Linked DNA regions of Salmo salar: region 1 is linked to region 2. The links are chromatin contacts, called in public Hi-C maps. All regions are on one chromosome and are shown on one strand. Each heading gives the region's core, a stretch centred on a gene start, on an enhancer-like site or on the middle of the called end of the contact. The rest is flanking DNA. Distances are from core to core; before and after follow the strand shown. Region 1 holds the start of LOC106572151 (large neutral amino acids transporter small subunit 1). Region 2 holds the start of LOC106572158 (beta-citrylglutamate synthase B).

Region 1 (2,700 bases), core at 19-2,518, 230 kb after region 2:
ATTGGAATCAAAACAAATGAGGTGATTGTTGTTTGAGTAACAATCATCACAAAGATGTTGAGAAATTTACTGAATAGGTTAGTTTAAAGACGACTGTTCTTTTTTCCTATAGGCGCTGTCTCTTTAAATTTACCCATGATCCTTTTAGAATTTTGCTCTGGATTTAGGAAGTAATTTTAGAATTACAACTCTTACAATATTATTTGTCAGTAAGTCTTTGCAATGATTGCTCAATGTTGGAAAAGGGGATCCTATGACCCTAAAAATCCTACTTCGATAGTTACACACCGTTAGTTAAACCTGTGTTACTACTTCAACCTTTATAAATATTTTAGTCGCCAGTTAACATACGGGCATTCAGAAGGCTTGTTGACTAGGCTACTAGCTGAGAACGAAGTTTCTCCATTCTCGCCTAGGGGAAAGTCCCCGGACACATGGCAGAAAGTGCCCTGCGTTGGGTCGCAGTTACTCGGCTTGTGCGTTACCATTTGTAGCTAAGATGTTCCATGGAACGGAGCTTGGTACTCACGAGTCTCCTTTGTCAGTGCGATAGATATGCAAGTAATACTAGCGCATGAACAGAACGGGGCTCATTCTCAGAATGCATTTTTATGAAAATGTACCATTGGTGAAAACATACTTATGCGAGCAGCTTGGATGTAGCAAAACAGAAATGACCAGCAAACAAGCACAAGCATAACCACATTATCTATGTGAATGCATATGTTAGAGTGCCATCTAGTGGACATAAGTAAAACACACACAGCTTGTATATACTCAGAATATGACAGCCAGGGTTTCAATGTCTTATTCAATCATCACACGTATCCATATATTATTAGGGCTTAAAATGTTTGGTTACCTCCATATTATTATCCATTGTAGTCATTGGTTAGGTCTAAAGCAGGTCAAAGAGTAAGAAGCAAGGATTGTACCCCAAGGGAAATACAGTAGCTCTCTGTATGTATTTGGACAGTGTTTTTTAAGCTTTATACTCCATCAAATAAATGTTGATCCACTCTATTTGACCCATTCTATTTTCCCCATTAATCGTTCAGCAAGGGAGAGAGAACAAAGACATTGGATTTCCCCATCATGGCCACTAGATGGAGTGCCGGAGCTTTTGCATCCTTTGTCCGTGTGTCACGCTCGCATCAAAGTACATGCCACACACATGCACGCACGCACACACACACGCCCCAAAATCTGACAATGACCTAGTTCCACCCTCTCTGAGCTGAGCTCTCTATCTCTCCCATCATTCATCATAAGTGGGCGTAGGCTAGGTAGCAGCATCACTATCACCACATCAAGCACCACACTAGGTCTGCTGCCTCCTCTCCTGCACTACAGTAGTACACTGGCGAGAGGGAGAGAAAGGGGATGAGAGATAGAGGGAGAGAGCGAGAGAGAGACAAAGTGTATGAGAGAGAGAGCGTGTGAGAGTAAAAGAAGGAGGTAGACATTGGAGGAGAGAGAAAGAGAGAGGTGTGAGAAAGATAGAGAGAGAGAGAGAGAGACAGCTGAGGGGAAGGTAGGGAGGAGGAAGAGAGCAAAAAGAAAGGAAGGAAAAGGAGAGAAGGGGGCTAAAGGAAGACAGGATGGCAGAGCCAGAGCTGAAATCACAGAGCAGCCTGGAGAGCTTGAAGAAGGCAGCCGAGGGCCAAGAGAAGATGGAGGGTAGGTACACCGCTACAGAATAGCACACACACACACACACACACACACACACACACACACACACACAGTAGCCTAGCCTAGACACCACATGGTGCAGGGTTGCATCAGTCGCTCATAGGCTGCTGCATGATCTGGTGCAGCAATATATATATATATATGTATGTATGTATTTGGTCATGCACAGCTATCAGGCTATTACTCAGTGAGGTGGTATGGGGGTCAGCTAGGGTTTTCTAATGTAATGTGATTTCTTGCAGGGATATGTTATGACCCCCCCCCCCCCATGCTGCTTGCATCCTCTTACTTTCCCTTTATGGCATATTTGCATGTAAAATCCATGTGCTACTCAACTCCTGAACTATCAGTGTGCCAACAATCCCTTCTCGTGAACTCTCCTCTGTACCCCCTTCTTCCCCACCCTCTCCCCCTTCCCCCCCACCCGTTCCTCCTCCTGCAGCTGAGGCGGTTCCGGACAACCCAGACAAGCCTCCTTCGCCGGACAAGCCTCCATCCAAGCCTCTGTCCCAATCCACCATTACCGACACCGGCACCGTGGCAGCCACCACCCCTACTGCCGATGCCTCCTCCCCAGCCAAGGCAGCGGGCGGCAAGATCGAGCTGAAGCGCAGCATCACGCTCTTCAACGGTGTGGGCATGATCATCGGCACCATCATCGGCTCGGGCATCTTCATCACGCCCACAGGGGTGGTAAAGGAGGCTGGCTCGGCCGGTCTGTCGCTGGTGGTGTGGGCCGTGTGCGGTGTGGTGTCCACCATGGGCGCCCTGTGCTACGCCGAGCTGGGCACCACCATCACCAAGTCGGGTGGAGACTACACCTACATCCTGGAGGTACATGTGTGTGGGGTTGGGGGGTTGTGTGTGTGTGTGTGTGTGTGTGTGTGTGTGTGTGTGTGTGTGTGTGTGTGTGTGTGTGTGTGATGTGTAATACTGCATCTGGAGCGGTTGAGATATGAGCAGAAGCCACATCTCTTTTGTTCACAAATGGATTAATAAAGTTGT
Region 2 (2,700 bases), core at 165-2,664:
GCTCTCCACTCCATTCCTTTCTCGGAAATAGTTCATTGCGAAGGCATAATTTCGCCCGTGATGATCACATGTGTTTTGAATCCGTGATGCACAGCAGCCAGTCACACACAAACCTATACGACCAGTCGATTGATAGACCATTTGTATTCTGTAAAATAAAGCTCATAACAGAGCATTTCAGATCTGTTTGTTTTTAAGCGTCGACAATAGCCTACAAAAAATAGTATCGTTGAAATTGTTAGAAAAAGCCTACAAACTAACGACTCTGACGTCCTCTACCAGCAAAACTATGCGAGATCTTGTTTCTTGAAATCATATAGACTATTGACGTCCTCTACCAGTAAAACTATGCGAGATCTTGTTTCTTGAAATCATATACACTATTGCTTTTGCGAGGATAAATAAGCTTCGGACCGTTACAGCAAAGATTACTGGTAACTAACCCAAGATATTTAATCAGGGTCGTTTCTAATGAGAGCAAACGAAGGCAAGCAAGCATAGTGGGGAGAACAAGCAAGGAGGTGGAGAGAGTTAAGCACGAGCTAGCGAGATCCTATTGGCGTAATTTAGCATGTAATTGCATATTTTCGTTAGGTAACGCCTTCTCCGTGAAGCAAAGGCGTTCTCTCGATTCGCCCTTGAAATCCTTCTAAACAACATTTCTTGAAACTTTGGCAAAAGGTCGAGTCTACAAACCTTAGTGCAATCTGTTCGTAACAGAATATAGTTTTGGGAACCGAAAATTCTACTGAGATCAAATGTTTAATCGATGAGAAAATTAGTTTCCCGCCACTGGACTTCCTTTCATCACCATATTTGGTGGTGAGTGGATGCTCTAAACGGATGCTTCAGATGTATACATCCTGTGAGACATCTGGCTTCTTTCTTTTTTTGTTTATAAACTGTCGGCCAGAACTAAAGTCTCGCATAATTGGTCAAATGCTAGTCTGTCCGGCAGAGATTTGCTGTCGATCAACGTTTCGATTAGGCTACAGCTAGCTAAGAAAAACAGTTTGACCATCCGATTGTTGAAGCTATGTTATAATTCCTTACGTTTCAGCATCACAACATGGAGACAGAGGCGTTAGTATTCACCAAACCTCCCAGCACCCGGTCTGAACCGGTTCGGGTGATGCGCAAACTCGTGATTCTGAGTCCCCCCCTCTGTGCTGTAGCTTGTATGACATGCACTAAATCACAGCATTAGCGCGCCCACGTTGGCCACACCCCTGTGTTAATTCACGCATTGTCATTGGCTCACTTGTCTTGCGAGCCTCCACAGCGTCAGCATCCTGATTGGACAATAAAACCGATTGCACTCGTTCTCGTCCGGTGCCTCGGATTTCACTTTAGAACCAATAAAATTGTATAAAATACGCAAACTCCGCCCATAGAGCTTAAACGAAAGCACATACTTCAGTGACCGTTGGTTTATAAACTGCGATTGGTCGATATTATGGCATAAACTCGATTATCATTGGCCATATATTGTCCGGGAACGAGGAAAATTGAGTCGTAAACGAGGCGCGTGCTTGAAAGAAAACGCAGGACTGAAAACAAGCGTGCACCTTTTCAGCACCGATCCTCGTGGATAGCGGTACAGGGCCATTCCACCAATTAATCAGACCAGACAAGCGTGGGGATACGAGCAGCATTGGTTTCTTCGATAATCATAGAGCTACCACAATTGTGTTATTCAGCCAAGCGGCTGCGGTGTTCACTGGATAGTAGCTGTTGAGTTCCATGAGCGGTGGATTCGAAGCAAAACGGCACAAGCTTTGTTTGCCCTAAGGGCTGCAAGAGCAAGGAGTCATAGCTAATACTGCTACCAGTATTGTTTTTAGAAGGGAATAATCTGTGGTGCTCATTGTGATTCAGCGGGTTCTTGGATCGAAAGGGACCAGGAATAACGGCCTGCAAATGAAGGGAAGCAAGTGGAAATCGAGTAATTAATCGACCATTAAAAGAACAGCCTTAATCGTGGTGTTTGATTTTTTTAGCCACATTGCTTGTTCGTGTAGCTGCACTCTATTGTGTGAGCATCTTTGTATTATTCGCGTCAATCTCTGACTAGGATCCCGCGCTCTCGTTCGCCCGCCCGCCACCCTCTCGGCCACAGCGGTGTGTATTCGGTACTATTTTCAATCGGCACGACACAGTTTGATATAAATATGTGTTCTCGGGTTTGGTTTGTGACCGACCGGCGTATCCACCAGGAGTATCCGCAAGTCCAAATCCTTCGGGCTCTGAAACAGCGATGCGCCGAGGAGGATGTTGAATTCCGCTCTCTTCTCATGGACCAAATCGTGCTCACCATCAGCGAGGGACAATTAGGCAAGTATCACTAGATTTGAAGTGGCACATCTACCACCGTACTAATAGTCATGTCATTTTTCAACTGTTTTGAATTTGGGGTTAATCGTGTATTCTTGTTGTCTATGGTGGGGTGTATTTCAGTGTAGTATTATAGCACTAGCGAGCCTAGCAATAGCAGGTATTGTTCCGCATCGAAACACACACACACACAACTTGCTAGCGCGAGCTGCTGGCTAGCTAGCTAACTCTGTGACGTGACCGCCTAAACCTAGGTAAAATGTGTTTACATTGGATTTGTGGCTTTCTTTCGTCAATAGCTATTGAACCAAGCATGCAATGACTATTAGAATGGTATATTATGAACCAGGGAAGGATGGAAAACAA

The links. Hi-C and Micro-C count contacts between places; a contact is called where the count stands out from the background.
Region 1: a contact with region 2 is called in a Hi-C map of gill, with 3 times the contacts expected there. The contact joins the promoter of LOC106572151 here to the promoter of LOC106572158 in region 2. A contact is called at or near these places in 2 of 3 Hi-C or Micro-C datasets (gill and muscle).

The regions. Positions count from the first base shown.
Region 1 is chrssa15:73,817,831-73,820,530 of Ssal_v3.1, forward strand. LOC106572151 (large neutral amino acids transporter small subunit 1) reads left to right here and starts at 1,269. Exons shown (of 12, transcript XM_014146044.2): 1 at 1,269-1,680; 2 at 2,138-2,529. The coding sequence starts at 1,602.
Region 2 is chrssa15:73,587,924-73,590,623 of Ssal_v3.1, forward strand. LOC106572158 (beta-citrylglutamate synthase B) reads left to right here and starts at 1,415. Exons shown (of 5, transcript XM_014146065.2): 1 at 1,415-2,334. The coding sequence starts at 2,172. It overlaps LOC106572160 (a long non-coding RNA gene), which reads right to left and starts at 1,325. Exons shown (of 2, transcript XR_001321066.2): 1 at 1,054-1,325.